2 separate regions of the Gasterosteus aculeatus genome follow, and region 1 is linked to region 2. The links are chromatin contacts, called in public Hi-C maps. All regions are on one chromosome and are shown on one strand. Each heading gives the region's core, a stretch centred on a gene start, on an enhancer-like site or on the middle of the called end of the contact. The rest is flanking DNA. Distances are from core to core; before and after follow the strand shown.

The links. Hi-C and Micro-C count contacts between places; a contact is called where the count stands out from the background.
Region 1: a contact with region 2 is called in a Hi-C map of whole body, with 4 times the contacts expected there. The contact joins the enhancer-like site here to the promoter of skia in region 2. A contact is called at or near these places in 6 of 6 Hi-C or Micro-C datasets (blood and trunk muscle, liver, skeletal muscle and 2 more).

Annotation. Positions count from the first base shown.
Region 1 is chr2:24,682,965-24,687,866 of fGasAcu3.hap1.1, reverse strand. All of the region lies in intron 1 of skia (v-ski avian sarcoma viral oncogene homolog a), which reads right to left. Among protein-coding and RNA genes, the nearest start is that of LOC144387575, 24 kb to the left of the region's middle. Within about 2 kb of position 2,471, at least 6 of the 9 cell types and tissues checked have open chromatin away from gene starts, as enhancers often do.
Region 2 is chr2:24,641,711-24,646,551 of fGasAcu3.hap1.1, reverse strand. It overlaps skia (v-ski avian sarcoma viral oncogene homolog a), which reads right to left and starts at 2,269. Exons shown (of 7, transcript XM_040192727.2): 1 at 460-2,269. The coding sequence starts at 1,380.

The sequences.
Region 1 (4,902 bases), core at 1,222-3,721, 41 kb before region 2:
CTGCGCTCACTCCTCCTGCGCGCACTCCTCCTGCGCGCACTCCTCCTGCGCGCACTCCTCCTGCGCTCACTCCTCCTGCGCGCACTCCTCCTGCGCGCACTCCTCCTGCGCTCACTCCTCCTGCGCTCACTCCTCCTGCGCTCACTCCTCCTGCGCGCACTCCTCCTGCGCGCACTCCTCCTGCGCTCACTCCTCCTGCGCGCTGTCACCAGGTGGCCCTTGGCAGTGGGCGGGGACCCTGGTGGCAGCGTGTCGTGCTATGCTAATCAGAGCTGTCCTCATTCCACCACCTGACGTACGAGCCCGTGACTCCCAACGCCTGCAGCGCCTTCAACCACCCACAACGTTCTATTCCGTCACCTCCAGGTCACGATATTAGCTGTCAAAGCGGATCAATGGCTCAAACATTTGAATCTGGACCAAAGTGGAGGACGAGCCAAGTGATGACGTATTCACGAGCAGAGCCGTGCTGCCAGCGCAATCACAACACAATAAGCAGTCCGTCTAATAAAGAGATCTATGTGCTGACTGTGCCTGGTCGTCTGGGGACTATCTACAGATCAAGAGATATGTCCTACAGGGCAAAGTCTCTGTGCCACGTGCCAGTCACTCCAGGGGGGCCAGTGGGACAGCGGGACATTAAGCAGACCATTTATGAAAAGCGTCCCCGGACATGAAGAGGAGCTCAGGGACGTCCAACTGGAAGGAACCGTACCGGCGGATACTGTTGGTCACGCATCGGCCCCCCGGGCGAAGGTGGGGGAGGATCGCTGGAGTACGTTGTTTGACGCCTGTGCTTAACGTGACCCTCGTGTGGGCTTCAGGTAATCGTCTGCAAAGGAAGGAGTGTAATCTTACTATAATTAGATCCCGTTATCTCCTTACAGCGCCATATCTTCCTCTGCATGTCCCTGCCTGCTTTATCACACACGCACACACGCACACACGCACACGCACACACACACACACACACTCAGCCTCTTTCATTCAACTTTACAACGCTGCCCCGATAAGCAGGTTGCTACACATGAGAGACTTCAAAGACACATAGAAAACACGCGTGTGCGTAGATCCGCCCCCTTTACGGCGCTGGTTGCACAGACAGGATGTCACACTTCTAAAATAAGGCTTCCCGATTAGCCGAGATGTGCGCCAGGACGTACCCAGTCTGCACCGTCTGACAACATGGCGCCTCGTGCTGTGGAGGAAGGACACCGCTATGGGAGAGAACATCGGCCTTTTACCAACATTCACACCGTTGGTCTCTGATCAACTTGTGAAGCTCGTGTCTGTAATCAAAGTATCGATATATCGGCCTCTTTGACGCTGTGAAATGCTCATTCGGGGCCTTTGCTTCACACTTGGCAGCTCGGAATGACCCCAGTATGAGAAGGTCACAGGGCCTCAAGTCATGTGGAAGCATGTGTGGAAATAGTGAGAGTGGCAGACCCGTCTCAGCTGCCGAAGGGCCCCATGCCGGGCCCCTTGTGTGTGTGTGTGTGTGTGTGTGTGTGTGAGGCAGGATGGGTGGAGTGATAAACACTGTCTGTGTCTTTTGAAACACTTCCTCTGTCTGCATGGCAGTGATGTTTTTCACAGTTACACAAGATACTCCGAGCAGCACATTTGAACAATATCAAATATGAGACTTGAGCTCGTACACGTTGGCCAGACGTTTGTATCATGCTACTGAAGTTCCTAGTACGCTTCTTGTTTTAGCAGGACAAGATATTGATAGTACAGTATTGGTATCACATACCCTGTTATTAACAGAAGGATAAACCTGATTAACAACCACGTATAATGTTCTACAGCTCACAATAGCACAGTAGTAAATGACACATGTCAATGATTGTGATATCTGGTCAATGCAGCAGATGAACTGAACGCTGTGGAACACCATGACATCTTTGCACCAGCACTGCTCTAGTAACGAGAAGAATACCATCCCTCAAGTTGTGGACATTGTGAAATCCTTCTGCTGAGTGCATGACATGTTCCCTCTGGGGCTCTTTGTTGCGTTGTACCTTTTTTAAATCAGAAGGGTTTGTTAAGTAAACCGATGAGTTCAGAGAGAGTTCTGTACAGCTGATCAGCGCCTAACGGCAAACATATGAGGCCGTCCTAAACACGGCAGACCAACGTATCCGTGTTGAATCTCTGTTTCCAGCTCAACTTAATTTGAGTAGCAAGCAGGGAAGAGAGCGGCGGATTTGGAGGAAAGGTTATTCTTGTAGAGCTCTGTTGGAGCGACGCCAGAAGGGGCCTGCGAGCGAGCCAGCGGTTTCCGGAGCGACCGCCTTCTGAAAACCTGATCTCAAGGCCAGTTCTGGTCTGAGGTTAAACTCAGGAGTTGTGGCGTTGATAATGGGAGTCACCCAAAAACAAAAGGCCACCGAGTACTCGACCTGAATGACGCTGCTCCTCTTGACACAATCTGTCATTTCCATCTAGGCCCGCCCCCCAGTTTCACTTTGTGCCACTCCCTGCTATCGCCGTCTGTCCCACAACCCCCACCCCGCCCTATCCGTCTATCTGTCTGTGTGCGCTTCCTGTCTCATAGATTACAGGATGTCCTCTGCAAACAAGCAAGATTCAAGTTGCAGACAAAGCAAACAAGCAAAATCTATTTGACAGAAGTGCAAAACGCAGGGACAAACAATGTTCAGGGGCTAAAAGAGCTTCCAGTACATGTAAGAAGTCACAAACCAAAACCACAACTACCGCCATGAGAACAAACACCGTATGCCTCCAGCCAGGACGACTTCTCGAATTGATCTACTGGAATAAAAGTACACAATGGCTCAACAATTTATTGTCATTCATTTCACGAACAAATCCTGACTCACTTTCTACCTCACAAGCCTTTTCTGTAGCTTCCGCCCCATGATCGGCCTCATGTTTGCTCTGCTGTGGCTGAATATCTCCATGACAACTGACCAAACTCCATCTGCTAGGAGAAGATTGAGAACCGCGGCTGGAATGGTTTGAATAATTGAAAGACATTTATAAAATGCTGGATCTTTGCTAGTTGACTTGTCGGTGTAACACTCGGCGTTCTAGAACATGACACTGATCCTCAACGGGGCCTTCAGAGGAATCCTTTCTGCTTGGACAACATAATGTGACTGAGTGTCAGGACTGCGTGCTGTCGGAGAAAAACAACTTGTGATGACATGGCGCTTGACAGGTTGCCTAACCCGACACCCCCCCACCAAGCCTTGGCTCGGATGAAAGGGCAACCAAGCCGTTGTCTTTGCTCTCTGTTCACTCCGGAGGGCGAGCAGGGCCGCACCCTCCGTGTGACCTGACGTTGGCCTCCCTGCAGGTTCCTCTGAGGGGCCCGTGGTGGAGGGAAGGCAGGAGGCCCCCCAGGAGGCCAAATGAGCGCTCACGCAGCCACAAAGGCTCCACATATGGTCGGTGACAAACAGGTGTTGGACAACACGTCCTTCCCATATTCATGCACAGAAAAACGGCTGACCTGGGACGCTGAGCGTCGTGGCTGAATCAGCTGCTGGCCTTGGGGGAAACAAACAAGCCCCCCCCCCCCATACGGAGCATTTTATGTCTGCTGTGAGGCGCGTAGGTGAAGTGAGCTGCTGAGTTAGCGTCTCACCACCACGCCATGCTCCCTTCTCCTCTCCATGCCCGGGCGAAGCGAGTGAGATTCCTCGACTGTACGTTTGTGGGTTCCACCCCCCCCCCCCCCCCCCCCACCCCCACACACACACACACACACACACAAACACACAAACTCACAGAGCGCAAATGTTGGCAACTGCTTCATCCCACCATCTTCTGCTTGGCGGAGGAGTCGCAGAGAACAATGGGGCCTCTGTCTTGCAAGAAGCAAACAGCAAAAACACTTTGCAGTCAAAGCGTTGCAGCGCTTCCCTGCAAAGCATCAAAATCATCTTATTATTCAAGAGTCTCCGTCCTGCCGAGGCGCTGATCCGACTTCAACACAAACAGGTTTGCTGACTACACTGGAAATGACCTCATCGAATATTCCCTTTGATACAGCGCAGAGTAATTTCTTCCATGCTCAGCACATAAGTAACCAAAAAGTAAGTGGAAACTAGTTGAGCTTGTTGGAGAACAGTGCTGGAAGTGTGTACGTGTGGACGAATGGCCGATGTTCTGACTCTCAGGTAGCTGCATACAGAGTGGTACACGCCTGTACCACCACTCCCCACATAAGCCATCATTATCCCATTAGCAGGGAAGCTTCCCATCCATTCCCCTGCTACTACCCAGCAAAACAAGACGACACTTTGTGTTCACGGCCCCATTTGCACGGATACTCGCTGCTCCCTGCAAAATGCGCTCGCTCCCGTCGACCTTTCACCTGGAGAGACGGTACAGCGCTATCTGATATCTCCATTTCAGGCCCAGAGAATGATTTGCTGCTGTTCCAGCACCTTCCACTTCCAGGAAGAGTCCGGAGAGGCTGGTGGCCAAAGCTGAAGAGAGAGTTCCAAAAGCTAATGTCTCCAGCTAGGACGAGGGTTGAACAGGTTGCACATGTCGCCCCAAAAAAGAGAGAAGAAAAGATAATGTAAGATAAAATTGTCAATATTTGCGTTTTTGAAATACAGAACGCACCCATTAATATTTGTAAAATATGATATCTGCGCAAAACATGATCTTTTCTGCACGTCCCTGCCTGTCATACGCACGTCACGTCTGTTCTATCTGCGCTAGGGGCAAGTTGCCCGCAGAAGGCGGGTCTAAGGAGCACTTTAGCCAATTGCTGATTAAATACAAAAATGTGACATACAATTTAGCCAATCAGCGTCTTAAACGGACTCAGCCTGGAGCAACATTGGTTTGGCCCCAAGCTTACTTGCGTTCTTGTCATGGTATCAACAGGCGGACGACATTCTGGAGGAAGAGCAC
Region 2 (4,841 bases), core at 1,020-3,519:
CTGTGTCACGTGTCTGATGACAAACCACAGGAAGCATCACATCATTCCAACGTTTGCCCCCCATGGGACCACGCACCGGAATGTAAGGATCAAGCAGAAGTGTGTGTGTGTGTGTGTGTGTGTGTAGAATAGAACAGTTGCGCAGCGGTTGCTGGTAAATGAGGTGATGTTTGCAGTGGAGCCCAGAGGTTCATCACAAGCGGCTTCATGGCCGCCGGAGGGCTTCTGTCGTCATTGAGGCCAAATAGTAACCGCGCGTCTGCTGATGACCCCAAACTGACCATACAGGTGCTTTTGCACACAAGAGCCCCAATGCCTTAATTTGACCCCTCCAGCACTCTTTTGGAGGAGCTCTGCCCCAAATCCAGCGTGTCCCACGGAGGGGGGGGGAGACACGCAGGGGACAGCGCTGCAGAGAAGAAGCGACAGTGGCAACAAGCCCGTGAATAACCGACTCACCCGGGACGACGACGCTCTCCTCTTGTACTTGTTGGCGAAGTCGAACTTCTCCTTGATGTCGTCCAGGAGCTGCTGCAGGCGGGCCGCCTCCCCCTCCTCTTTGAGCGAGTAATCCTGGCCCAGGAGGATGTACGCCCTCCAGTTGGCCGAGTCGAAGCCCCAGTGGCAAGTCCGGTTCTCCTGAGCCTTGTGGCTGTGCACCACGAACTTGTGGGTCGGGTACATGAGTCTGCAGTCCATGCACTGGATGCACGCTGCGCCGGGGCTGCTGTACAGCTCCGGCACGAACAAGCCCCGGCACTTGCCGAAACACTCGTGGTAGACCCTGAAGCTCCTCTCGGTGAGCTCCAGCTCCAGCGAGCCGCCGCCCGGCTCCCTCTTGCAGCGCGGCGGGAAGGCGCCTCCGTAGACCAGGGCGTTGCACAGCCGCTCCGCGTCGGTCTTGGTGATGAGGCCGCAGGACGGCGCCGAGAAGGGCAGCACGCCCATGACTTTGAGGATGTCCAGCTGGTCCGCCGTGCAGCGCGAGCAGTAGATGTGCAGGTCGTCGCACACCGAGTTGATCTGCTGCAGCGAGAAGTCCCGCAGCACCGTGTTGAGGATCTGCGGCAGGCACAGCCGCTTCTCCCCGCCGACCACGAAGCACGAGACGGTCTCGCCCTCCAGCACCGTCTCGCACCTCTCCGTGGAGCGGTCGGACGGGATGAAGAGCGGGCCCGGCATGGCCGGCGGCGGCGGCGGCAGACGCCGCGGGACCGGCTCGGGCTCCTCGCCCTCCTTCTTGAAGAGCAGCTCGTGCTGCCAGCGGGCGGAGAAGGCCGCCGGGCCGCCCAGCGAGCTCATGGAGCTGAGGTGGAACTGCTTCAGAGTCCGCTGCAGTCCCGGGTGCGGCTGGAAGCTCTGGCCGCTGACGGGCTCCATGTTGCTCCCGCGACTTCAGAAGCGCGAATCCGACGGTCGCGAGTGTGCGTGCGCGCGCGAGCCCGGCGAATCCACGGGGTGCGAGAGGCGAGCCGAGCGGCGGGGCGCCTCATCAAACATCCGGTAAAAAGTCCCACGGGCTCGCACTTCTGTCCCGGCCGCGACTACAGGCTGAGCGCCGGCCCGTCGCTGCCGGCCGCGGGCCGCCGACTGTCCATGCCCGAAGAAACGCCTCGGAAAGTCCGCGCAGGTTCCGCCCGTCGAGCTGCGGACAAAACGACCCTCGTTTCAGGCTCCTTCCGCTGCGATCCGCTGCGTCTGCCCCCGCGGTTCACTGTGACTGCGGGGAGAGACGTCTGAGAGCCAGCCTCCCTCCTCCCTCCCCCCTCTCTCTCTCTCTCCCTCCCCCGCTATGTATCTCCCTCCCTCCCCCTGCGTGTGTGTGTCTGGCTCAGTCATTGAATCCCAGCCAGGAATGCGAGTGACTCCGCAGGCAGGCCGGCTCTTCCAGGAACTAGCCGCCCCCCGCCGCTGCCCTGTGGAGAGAAGACAACGAATGCCGCGTTCACGTGATGTGGGAAAACGTGCCGCGCGCCTACTTTCCCACAGAAACAACTCCGTTAGTGAGCGCGCGTGTTTGTTATTTACTTCATGACATGTTGGGGACTTTCTTTTACCCCGGAATACTCTATTTATTTAGTTATAAGTCATTTAGTTTACTCCCGACAGCCTAGTGTGGTTCTGTAGTATTCCCAAAGAGGTCTGAATGGAGTGAGTTAATTGTTGTAGCCCAGAGATTCCCAAAGTGTGGGCCGCGGCCCCCTGGTGGGCCGCGAAGGTACTGCAGGTGGGCCGCGAGAGGTCATTTACAATAAATAAATGTTTTTTCATTTTCAATTTTTTAAAGTTTGAACTTAATATAAAAATATTTATGATGCGGCACATTAGTTATGTGAAACATTAGTTAATGAAGCACAAACAATTTAAACGGACAGATTAATAAACAAACTAACAAACAAACAAAAATTAACAAACGCGGCGCCCTCTAGTAGTATTAAAGTAAATATACCGCATTTTCCGCACTCCAAGGCGCACTTAAAAGGCTTTAATTTCCTCAAAAAACGACAGCGCCTTATAATCCGGAGCGCCTTATATACACATGGATCAATTGGTTACTCGGTTGATCCGTACTGGTCGTACACGCCGCTCAAGGCGCTCTGACAAACACGCCAAAGCTCGTCTACGACGGCGAGATGCTGAGCGGCGCTCAAGCGCGTGAGATATGGAGCTTATTTAATCATTATGTTTTGATCAGAGTTGTGATTAAAGGTTTGATTGGCTGCGAAATATTTTCAGATTTCAAAGTGGGCCGCGGCGTTCTCGTGTTTGGGAAGCGCTGGTGTAGCCTGTGAGCCTACGAATAAGATTGCTTTCTGAAATGTACTCATCCGGCTAATATTTGGCTAAAAGCTCCGGTTGTTGTCTTTGTAATCAGCGTGCAGTTTATGATTGCTGTCATAATCCGTTCATTCATCAACTCAAACATAATGCAATCTGCTGACGATCCGATTTACTATTTTTCTCAGGACCCTGAATGTAGCAAAAGAAAAGCGTGTTTATGTGAATCATTTGGTTCGAGGCTGGAGAGACAGTTACATCACATCACGTGTCATTTATCTGACGCTTTTATCCAAAGAAGTGCATTTCAACCATAAGGACTCAAACTCAGAAGAACAAGAAACAAGAAAGTGCGATTTCTTTAAATATGCCAATTTACACTTTGCTGTAGATAAGAGCCGTTATAAGTACAATGTAAGCAGTCTTTTAGTCTGGAGACGTGTGTCTATAGTTTGCGGCAGAAGAAGAAGACTCTGCGTTCCTGATCCGCTCACCATGGATCAGATGTCAATCAACAAGAAATGGTCTTTGATGGTTGGGTTTTTGATCAAGGCTACGTGATTTAGTTTCAGGGCCCAGGAAAAAAAACCTGGAGTGATTAATAATAATTAATATTATTCTTACTCCTCAGGAGGTCCTGCCTGAAGTCCTCACTCAATAAGCAGTTCTGTGTTCCTTTGGCATCCTCTAGCCTAACATGGCTGAAACTGCAGCCGGGGGGAGATGGAGGTAAGATCCTCCGGGGGAGGCCAGCAGGCAGAGGGGCGATCAGCGGAAGAGAACCCGAGAACATTCTGGGGGCTCCTGTTAGAAAGGGATCCATGAGAAAACTGAGGTGGAAAGTTTTCCCAGGCGAGCCTGTACGCTGACAATGGCCAGAGAAGAGAAGGGAGCCGTCAGGTATGATTCATCGCGACGCTTTCATGTTGCGTGATGCCACGTGTGAGGCGTGTAGGACGGGGAGTTCTGAGTGTGCTTAATGAACATGGAATGTTGTTCCTCATAATGCTCTGTTCAACATTCCTCACAACGTTATAACATGACCAGTTATGCACAATGTGTCTACGGAGGGATTACATTCGTACAGGTAATGTCGTATCTTATAATAATAGGTTTTTTGGGCACTTTTCTGGGTAGCCAAAGACGCTTTAGGACGTATATAAGGGGTCACCGTGGCGCAGGGGTAGAGGGGACATGTCCCATGTCAAAGTGTCTCTGAGCAAGACACCTAACTCCTCCTAAGCCTTGGGTTAAAAATGCAATGTACGTCGCTTCGGATAAAAGCGTCAGCTACATGACCTGTAATGTAATGTAAGTATACTAAAAAACAGAAATGTAACTGGAGAATGCGTCATGTAGGGGTTAGGAAAGGGGCTTTGTTCTGGGGTCTTGTTTGAGGCGCAGTGGGAGCCTGGCAGATTTGGATGGGGAGGGCGTTTCAAGTGGATTCCTTCAGACCTTGATACTGGAAGGGTTACAGATTTTGATGCGTTGGACGGAGCCCCTTGGGCTGCGTGTTCAGGCCTCTCCTTGACGCCTTGACTCCACACACATGAAACACCTTCCCCAAGTGTGTTGACAACACGGCCTGATTCAGGCGCGCTGAGGCAGGCGAGGAGGGAGGACATCAGCGCCCTGGTATCTTGTTGGCAGGAGACCATAAGCAGCTGATTCTGGACTACAGGAAGTGACAGGGAGACGGTCTCGCCCCCACCTCCATCAACGACAGCTGACAGCTTCAGGTTCCTTTGGGATCATTGGAGTCCTGGTGGTCTCACAGTAGCACATGGTGACCACTCGGGATACATGGTACCCGGTCCTGAGGGGTCCGGGTACCATGTATCCTGAGTGGTCACATGGCACAGGGGCCCCCAGTTTTGAATGCTTGTTTTCTCTGAGCTAGACAGGCCTTGTTTTCAATGATGCTGATTGTGTAGGCTACTTGTAATTTGCTGTCCTTCCCGTTTCTTATTACATTATCTGCTGAGCAGGAAGGGCTTGACTCACAGTCGCAGTTTGCCAAAGAAATCAAGGCACATTGGCTTCTGTTCACAATACGTGTT